Regions from separate parts of the Mus musculus genome. Here regions 2 and 3 are each linked to region 1. A link is a contact called in public promoter capture Hi-C data. All regions are on one chromosome and are shown on one strand. The core of a region is the stretch at or near the end of the contact, and the rest is flanking DNA. Distances in the headings are between cores, read along the strand shown. Region 1 holds the start of Phka1 (phosphorylase kinase alpha 1). Region 2 holds the start of Igbp1 (immunoglobulin (CD79A) binding protein 1). Region 3 holds the start of Pdzd11 (PDZ domain containing 11).

Region 1 (3,202 bases), core at 488-2,987:
CCTTTCTTCTCTTTTAACCAGTTGCAGGTAGATACTATCCCCCAGCTTTACTGAGTTATAACTGACAATAAAAGCTGTACATATTTACTGTATACAACATGACGATTTGATACATACATGAATGTACTGTGAAATGACAATCAAGTTAATACATCTATTACCTCACTTTTTGATAGGAGGGATCTCCTCTCTCAGCAAGTTTCAACTATATATATATATATAATAAAGTAGTATGGACTAGTCAGTGTGCTGCTACTGCTGCTAATCAGCATTGCAGAACATATTTATATGAGATGAGAAAGTTTCTTCTATTTCCATGCACTATCTTAAGAATAAGGAAAGAGCTGGCTGAAAGCTTACAAGTCCAAAACACAGGTATTATTAAAATAAAGGCATTATTAGGGGTATTATCAAATGTAGTACTAAGGATGCCACTAAGTGCATTTTAAAAGAAAAATAAATATAAAAGTTAAATTCAACTAGCAACGAAAAGTCTGAAGTAAAGGAGTAGGAAAGAAATCTAGAAATATATACAGCCAGGTGCAGTGCCTTATAGCCTATAATTCTCCAGACTGACGCTCCTTCGAGGCCAGCTACATAGTGAGTTTCAGGCCATCGTGGGCTACAAAGACAGACTTGGTTTCAAAAACCAACAACTCCAAAGAGCACATATAAACCAGGTGCAGTGGCGCATACCTGTTACCCCAGCAATGGGGAGATGAAGCTCGAGGATGGGGAGTTTGAGGTCAGCATGGGCTACAAGGTAAAATCCTCTCAACAAAGGAAGAAATAAAACAACAACGGCTTAGGAAACAAACAAAAAAACCCACTGGCTTGTGGTCTGTTGTCCAAACTGTGAAGGCTATGGCAGGAAAATCCCAAGTTCAAGGCCAGCCTGAGCCACTGTGCAAAACTGTTTAAAAGTATGTACAAAGTGCCTTGACCTTCACAGTAGTCTAAGGTCTCTTAGGATGCTCTATGTTCTCATACATCTTTGGGGAAGTGGAGTGGAAGTAGATGGCCCAAACCTGGGGTGAGGGCAATAAAAAAGTGTTATTTCTTGAAACTCTGTCCCTGGAATCCTGCCATAGTTGGGAGGGTGGGGAGTTGGGGGAAGGGGTGGCATTCTGTCTGAGCTCAGAAACCATCACTCTGGAATCACTGCAGAGGGGTCGAGGGTGGGGGATTGTGATTCTCCATGCCACACTTTGATTTTACTCCAAGTTCAACATGCAACTTTCCTTCGGGATCCTTTAAGGTCTCTCCAGAGACAAATGCGTTCAGGGTTCACCCAGAGTCAGTGTCCGGAGCTCACACTTCACCCTTACCTACACTTACCTGATGGCACAGGATGGTCTGATGCACCAGCCGAGCATAGCCGTCCAGGCGGACTCCCGAGTTACTGCGGCTCCTCATGGTGCCACGTCCCTAATCCCCCACTGCACACACGGGAAGCTCGGACGCCAGGCCTACGGAAACCTTCTAAACGCTCCCTTGCTCGTGTGGCCAATGGTTCCCGCGCGTCACCTGGTTCCGGCGGCCTCAGAGTCCACTTCAGGCCGCGGCTCAGCCTCCCGCGGTCTAGGCTTCGGCCGGCAAAGACCCCGTCTCCACTCAGTCTCCCGTGGTCCCCGGGTGGCGCACCGGCATCCTCCGCTTGACTGAAGGAGACCGGGGCGGCCCTGAGACTGAAGGCCGGCGACAGCAGCGGGTCAGCGCCCCGGGTGCCGCCTCCCTTGGCGAGCGTGCGGGGGCGGGGCGTGGGTCCTGCAGCTGCGCGCTACGCCCACGGGCCAGTAGCCCGCCACCCTCCGCCCAGAATGTGTCGCCCGAGGCGCTGTGCTCTCCCCGCCCCCCCGGGGGAGTTATTTTCGAAACACTACAAGTGACTATTTTAATTTTGCACGGTTGTGCGCACAGGCTGTTGCTCTTACTTCTGAAGGACTAGTTTTAGGAACCCTCAGGAACTCTTCAAAACTGAGAGACTGGGACTGAACGATTCCATTTCCGGATCTTCAGGAGCAAAAAGTCGGATTAAGCGCCACACTCTGAAACCAACCAACCAACCAACCAACCAAATAAACACACAAACAAAAACCCCCAGCTCCCTAAGGAGTTCTTTAGCTCCTCCTTAAAGATGCGCGAATCCGCAGCGGTTAGGGAGCTTTGAGGAAGCAAGTGTCAGGCAGGCTGAGAGCAGAATAGGGAGCCAAGCAGTGGCTGAGGGTGCTCTTGATGGGACAGCTGACAGTGGGAGTTATCTGCTTTGGAAAGCTTCCTCGTAAAGTATAGGTGACTAGGCCCAAAGAACAAACATTCAGCTGAAATTAAAGTGACTGAGGAGGGCTGGGGAAGAAGGCTGCCGAGGATACAGTGAGGAGCTTGAGGAATCTGCCTCTGGCAGGCGGTCCCCAAAGGGCTTATGCTTCCGAGCTCTACTGTCCCAACCCCTAACCTTTACTCATAGCCCTCCCAAACTTCTTCTGGGCTCAGCAGGAGTACCACCTGCTTTCTGATTTGCCGGGTAAGAGAATAAGACTGTCTCTTGACCTTTCAAGTTCTAAATCTAAGCCTTCCTTGGCCACCTCACTCTGCCCACAGTGATTTTGCATTTTCGTTCTATTTTTTTTTTCCTCTCCTAAGTTTCTTCTCTTCTTACAAGCTGCCTCTGCGCCACTGCCACCTTTGTCTCTGCTGCAGCTTCTTCCTCAGGCAGTATAGCGTATAGTCAGGCACCTTGGAAGGTGACTAGTGAATATCTGATAATGGTGATGAAAGGTGAGTGCTCAAGTGCTCAGGTTGAACAGCCAGTCAATGATGCAGTTCAACACAGTGGCACGGACTTCTCCAGCAAATAGTTTCCCATTGCAGTCACAACCTACGCAAATGCGATGGCTGGCCAGTACAGCACTTCATGTCCTTAGTACACTGGGAAAGGGAGTTCGGTTTGGAGAGAACACCCTCCTGCCTATGCCCCTAACTCCCTGATATCTTGCCCTCACTCAGACTATAGGCTCAGAAACCTTTTTCTCTACCCTGGTCCCCTTCAAGTGTCTGTCGTCTAGTTTTTCTTCACCTTGATATTTAAGCACATTTTCAAACATTAAAGTAGTATATGATCATTAAAGAAAAATTGCAAAATACAAAAAGGTGAAATAAAATATTGAAATCATAATTCCCCACACCACTATCTTCTTTCTAC
Region 2 (3,202 bases), core at 479-2,978, 2.1 Mb before region 1:
TGATAACTCCAACTAGTGTCAAGTTGACACACAAAACCAGCCAGTACAAGCCAGATGGCAAGTACAGGCACTTGATGCACAAACCTGGTAACCTAAATTCGATTCCTAGAGTCCACATAAAGATGAAAAGAGAGAACTGACTCTATAGGGCTGTTCCCTAACCTCAACATGTGTGCCATGGCATGTGTGCCCAAATACGCATACAACCCAGGCACAATCCAATAACTAATAATACATTTTAAATACGTTTGCTTCAACTTTTCTTGCAGATTGGACCAGGAATGTAACTCAGTTGGTAGAGTTCTGTGTAGGTAGCACAAGGCTGGCTCTATGTTCAATCCCCAGCATAAACCACGTGTATGACTGTACTACTTTGCAGGTGTAACCATCACTCAGGAGGTAGAAACCATGGATCTCAAGTTCAATATCATCCTTACCTACATAGCAAGTTTGAGAACTTGTTTCAAAACAACAACAAAAAAATAATAACAAAAAAAATAGTTGGCATCTATTTTTAAAAACAAAGAAAATTTAAGAACGCATAACTGAATATACTAAAATACTATTATTGGGTGTGTGTGGTTCAACTGGTAGAGCGCTTGTGTAGAATGCACAAAGCCCTGAGTTCAATCCCTAGGAACCAAATGTGGTGACACGCTCTTGTAATCCCTGCACATGGGATTGGAAGGTAAAGGCCATCGCGCTTCAAAGCCAGACTGGATTACAAAAGACCCTGTCTCAAAAATATTATCATTCAACATATAGTCAAAGCGTTGAGATATTTTTACATGTTTTGATTATATAATCAAAATCTGACCTGTAATTTACTTTTACAACACATCTAAATTTAAGATAAGCACACCTGAGCACTAGGTAGCCAGCCATCTAGTATCTGCAAAGCTGAGCTGATTTCCAAAGAGATCGCTTTATTTTTCTATTTATATATCATGACTCTGGGTAACTTCAGTATGAAGGATAGCCAGAGGAGGTGCTAAGATGGCTCATAATCATTCTGGAAGGGAGATTTTATAAAACACTAGCTATTAATGCAGTGTGGTCCGTGCTGTATGCGTGCACAGAAGAAATCCGAACGGCGAGGTGAAAGGCACAGTATATGGGGAGAGAACCAAAGACTGCATAGAAGTGTGACCTGGAAAGAAAGTTCCAAGAAAGGAAGGCAGCCGGCTGTTGGTAGATAGGAGTTGCAAGTTTTCAAATGTTCCTGATCAAAGAGAAAGGTTTCACAGGGTGCTGGCTCAAAGGGTGTTCGAGTGTATAGGGGACAGAAGGTTGTGGCGCGGTGGGTGGGCATTGATCGAGAGCGCGACTTACAACTTCACGTCCTCTAGGGTAAGCAGACCCGGAAACCGAGAGAGTGGCCGCTGACTAGCAGGACTTTCCTTGGGGGAACGACTTGACTTCTCTGGCATAGCAGGCTCGTGGTTCTCCAAGCATGGAACACGTTCGCCTACTCACGCTGGCTGGAGTTTGGAAATCAGCCCCGCCACTCCTGTGCCTCAGAGTACTAGGAACTTGCAAGTCCACTTCTGGCCACGTGGAGCCCATCTTTAGTAAAACAGCACAGACGACTTTAAAACAAGCGGCTGGCTGAAAATGAGTCCCTGGAAACGGTTGCCAGGGCCAGAAAACTGCGATTCCCAGAAGTCATTTGGGAAGCTTTGGTAACAAGTCGCTGGCCAATGCACTACTGCTTCCTGTGTCGTGAGAGCTTTAGGGCTCGTCTTTATGGAGTTTACCTTTGACTTCGGTAGAAATTCTTCCGGGTTTCTTTCTTTCCACAAGATGGCAGCGTCTGAAGACGAGTTACTGCTGCCGCGGCTTCCGGAGCTCTTTGAAACAAGCAAAAAACTTCTGGAGGACGTGGAAGTAGCAACTGAACCCACCGGCTCCCGAACAATCCAGGATAAGGTGTCCAAAGGACTAGAACTCCTTGAGAAGGCTGCTGGAATGTTATCGCAGCTTGATTTGTTCAGGTACGGGGGAGAGGGCAGGAACCGCAGAGAAGGAATGGCTAGCAAGGGCAGAGCCATTGCACTTGGGTGGAAAGGACCTTTAAGGCTAAAACCGCGCGGTTCCTACTTGTTCACCCGTGTACATTCTTTCCATTCTCCACTTTTCTTCTGAGATGCTTAATATCCCAGAACAATGCTCCCTCGTGTACGGCTGACTGCCTGGTCCTTGGGTATGCAAGCTCAGCCACTTTCTTTTTAATCTGGCCAATGTCTTTGCACCACTCTCTCCCAGCCCTATTCTTCCCTAGAAGCAGGGGCCACGGCTTAATGCTCAACCAGGCTTCACGGCCTCCTCTTTGCTCTTTGCAGCCGAAATGAAGATCTGGAAGAGATTGCTTCCACCGACCTGAAGTACCTGATGGTGCCAGCGTTGCAAGGAGCCCTCACCATGAAACAAGTCAACCCCAGCAAGCGTCTAGATCATTTGCAGCGGGCTCGAGAACACTTCGTACATTTCTTAACTCAGTGTCATTGCTATCATGTGGCAGAGTTTCAGCTACCCCAAACCAAGACTAACTCAGCTGAAAATAATACTGCTAGCTCCTCCATGGCCTATCCAAATCTCGTTGCTATGGCATCTCAAAGACAGGCTAAAATAGAGAGGTGGGTCAATGGCTGTAATTTGAGGGCTGTAGTTGGGGGTGCATGTGTTTGTGTGGTGTGTGTGTGTGTGTGTGTGTGTGTGTACTACAGAATAGTGTATTTTATTTTCTTGGTTCTTAATGAACATAGACCCTGGTGAAAGCAAACTTTCCTGAATCTTAACAAGCCTTTGTGCCATTGTTGAGGGGGTTGTGCTAAAACTTCAGGACCACCCCCCCAGCCCCTCAACACACACCTTAGGGTCATCACTAGTAGCAGTGTTATTCTAACCATTAGGTTGATCAAAGTATACCACAACCTTTTCCATGTCACTGCATAATGCTGTTTGTATGGGGTAAATATTTCAAAAGTACACAATATCTTGAACTATTTACTGAGCAATTCTGTTCAGAATGCATACAGGCTGGGATGTCTAGCATCCTGAATTAATCATAGCCCTGGTACAGCATCATGTTAACCTTGATTTAACCTTAGAAAATTCCGTGAATGCCCAGTGTCTTAAGAACAAAGTTAGGCACTGGGGATACGAACTGATTGGGTGTTTGTATGAATGTGGGTGATCTTTG
Region 3 (3,202 bases), core at 212-2,711, 2.0 Mb before region 1:
GATAACAAAGTAGCTAGCCATACAGCCTATCATACACACACATTCACACAGACCTTGGAGATGAAGATGCCTAGCTGCGAGGCCTTTCCTCCTCGGATGTTAAATCCCAACTGAAAGACAAAAGGACACAGGATGCAGACTCAGCAGAGACATAAGAACAGGGACATCTATGTACTCAGAAGAAAAGGAGATGCTGTAGAAGTGCCACCTCTGCTTTTCTGGTCACCTACCTCCCAATCCACATCCACACCCCAACCATGGCCAATTTCTGGCATGGACCAAACGTTACTGGAATAAGAGCCCCTATAAGTTTACCTGAGCACCAGGAGGCTTCTTCAGTGTAACAATTCGGGGCAGAAACTGGGTCAACTCATTGTTGTAGTCTGGGTGGTACACTCTCTGCAAGATACAGCAATCCCCGAAATCTTATTCCCAGTCTTAGATGTGTTACATCTACCTTCTTTTAGAATACCAATAAACCAGATATATGTCAGGAATTGGTAAAGCCATTGACTCAGTTTACAAAGCACAGATAAAACAGTCCAGAGGAGTGGCTGTTTAGTCTCGGGACATGTTAGTGGCCCTATAGATCCCTAGTCCTTTCTTATTGACAGGATGGAAATTAAGGCTCTGAATTTTCAGAATTCACCAGTGTGAAGGGTTCTGGCATGGTGATTCTGCAAGAAGTCACCAGTGGGTCACTGTTGCTCAGAATTCACCTAAGATCCACTCTCCACTGAGTTTCCTAGCCCTGCTACTTTTTCTTTCATAGATCTCATGATTATTCAGGAATGCAGATGGCGCCCACCTCATGAGGAGGAATCCACGCTGGAGGGTTTTCATAGGCCGGCAGGAAAACCACAGGGTAGTCATCATAGGGAATCCGGTTGTCCATTTCAGGCAAAGCCCTGAAAAGGACGAATCAAAGGAAACGAAAATGATTTTAAAAAGGACCAAGCACTCTAAGTTCCAGAAAGCCTTCCAGCCGAGGGCCATTCCTTTATGGGACTAGCCCACAAGTAGGTGTTAAGATTGGGGAGGGGGGGTAGGGAGGAGAGGCAGGCTACAAAACAAAATAACAAAAACAAAAGACAAAAAAATTAATTTTTTAAGCACTCTAATGGCATGTTTGCATTTCTCACAATTCTACAAAAAACAATAGGTGTCACCACTTCCAACCTAGGAAAAGAGAATCTACACATCTACAAAGATCTACTTTAAAACAGCAAGGGAGTGCCAACTCTTAACTATCCCATAGGGATTGGGGCCAGACACAATCTCTAGAGGTGCTTAGTAAACGTGGTGTCCACAGACGGGTTCCGTCTACACGGGCTACCTTCTAGATCCAGGTCCTGCAACCCGCCCGAATCCCGCGCTCGCGACCACTTAACTCAGGGCCACCTCACCGGTAAGAAGGCCTCGGTCAGCGACAGCCAATTCGGCGTCGGAACCGGAAGCGGATGCTCCTACCACCCTGCCGGGGCGGAGCTCTCTTTGGGCGAGCCAGAGCTCCAGCCTCCTTGCGCGTCACGGTGTGCGTGCTCAAGTTCGTCTGCTTCTCACAGGCTGTACGCGCTCCGATTGGCTGGCGCCTCTGGGATCAATTTGAAACTTGGCGGTTAAAGCTCCGGTTGGAACAGGGCGCCAGGGAAGGTCGGTGAGAGGGACGTTTAGTTTGGTGAGTTACCCGGGCACCGCGTTAGCTCCGATTCTGCGCTTTGGAGCACTTTAGGGCTTGGGGTCGCGGTTGCTGTCTCTGCTGGAGTTTCCTTATTGCTGACGCCGCTTCGCCCTGCAGTATTGGGACTGACAAACCTTTAGGCGGTGGCCAAGAGTGACAGGACACCGTGATCCCGCTGGGAGGGAGAGTGCATCAGCGAGTTCCGAGCTCTCCCACCGCCTGAGAAGGGCCTTTCCACTCCTGCCAGCCTCCGGGGGCTCCTGGGAGAGCCGGCTTCACCCAGCACGGACACCTGCTGAGCTGGTACCATGAAAGAAGAGGTGAAGGGGATTCCCGTAAGAGTGGCACTGCGTTGTCGCCCCCTCGTCTCGAAAGAGATTAAGGAGGGCTGCCAGACGTGCCTTTCCTTTGTGCCCGGAGAGCCTCAGGTGGGTAGTCGAGTCTGGAGTGGCTTCCTCCACAGCTGAGGCTGAAAGGAGCGAGGGGCGTGGTCAGGCATTTTTTTTTTAATCCTTCCCCATCCTTGTCTCTTGCCTCTTGCAGGTGGTGGTTGGTAATGATAAATCATTTACCTACGATTTTGTGTTTGACCCCTCTACTGAACAGGAAGAGGTCTTTAATACAGCAGTAGCTCCACTCATAAAAGGCGTGTTTAAAGGTGAGGCTGTCTAATTCACTGGGCGTTTGTGTGTGTGTGGGTGGGTCATATAGGCACTACAAATAAGAGGAATGGATGAAACAGACTTCTGCCTTTAAAAACAGCCCACAGCCTAGTAACACATCCAGTTTATCTTTGACCTAGACATATTTTGTTGTCTTGGGACCTCACAGAGAACCTTTCATTTCAGCACTTGGGAGGCAAAGACTGATGTAGAAGCCATGGAGGGATGTTCCTTACTGGCTTCCTTCCCCTGGCTTGCTCAGCCTGTTCTCTTATAGAACCCAAGACTACCAGCCCAGGGATGGTCCCACCCACAAGGGGCCTTTCCCCCTTGATCACTAATTGAGAAAATGCCTTACAGTTGGATCTCATGGAGGTATTTCCTCAACTGAAGGTCCTTACTCTGTGATAACTCCAGCTGTGTCAAGTTGACACAAAACTAGCCAGTACAACCACCCTCCTTGATTTGGCTTATGCTGTGCTGGAAAGCAAACGCATGGCTTTGTGTATGCTAGACAAGTACTTTGCCAAGTGAGCTATAGGCCCAGACTTTATTGTAAAACTTGAAAACACTGTAGTTATAGTAGTTATAGAAATGTTGCAAGAACAGCATAAAGATGCCATTTTTTTCATAGAATCATTGGTAATAAGTTGTTGATGTTATGATCCCTGAATACTTTACCATATATTTCCAGTAAGCGTCATGACATAGCCATCATAATCACAGAAGTTGCAATGTCTTGTTACTACTTTCTCATCCTCAGCCCTGTTCAAGTGTTGCCAGTTGTTTCAGTAATACCCTTGATAGCAAAGAATTTAGTTCAAAAATCATGGTATGATTAGCTGCTGCGCCCTTCTTA

The links. Promoter capture Hi-C pulls out the DNA fragments that hold promoters and counts their contacts.
Region 2: a contact with region 1 is called in a promoter capture Hi-C map of pre-B cells, with 2.4 times the contacts expected there. The contact joins the promoter of Igbp1 here to the promoter of Phka1 in region 1.
Region 3: a contact with region 1 is called in a promoter capture Hi-C map of pre-B cells, with 5 times the contacts expected there. The contact joins the promoter of Pdzd11 here to the promoter of Phka1 in region 1. A contact is called at or near these places in 1 of 39 promoter capture datasets (pre-B cells) and 1 of 9 other capture datasets (liver).

The regions. Positions count from the first base shown.
Region 1 is chrX:102,642,509-102,645,710 of GRCm38.p6, forward strand. Phka1 (phosphorylase kinase alpha 1) reads right to left here and starts at 1,738. Exons shown (of 33, transcript NM_008832.2): 1 at 1,339-1,738. The coding sequence starts at 1,416.
Region 2 is chrX:100,492,563-100,495,764 of GRCm38.p6, forward strand. It overlaps Igbp1 (immunoglobulin (CD79A) binding protein 1), which reads left to right and starts at 1,729. Exons shown (of 6, transcript NM_008784.3): 1 at 1,729-1,994; 2 at 2,343-2,636. The coding sequence starts at 1,804. It also overlaps a transcript of Awat2 not described here.
Region 3 is chrX:100,624,480-100,627,681 of GRCm38.p6, forward strand. It overlaps Pdzd11 (PDZ domain containing 11), which reads right to left and starts at 1,462. Exons shown (of 7, transcript NM_001356384.1): 1 at 1,407-1,462; 2 at 809-908; 3 at 316-399; 4 at 54-110. The coding sequence starts at 895. It overlaps Kif4 (kinesin family member 4), which reads left to right and starts at 1,586. Exons shown (of 30, transcript NM_008446.2): 1 at 1,586-2,109; 2 at 2,225-2,339. The coding sequence starts at 1,990.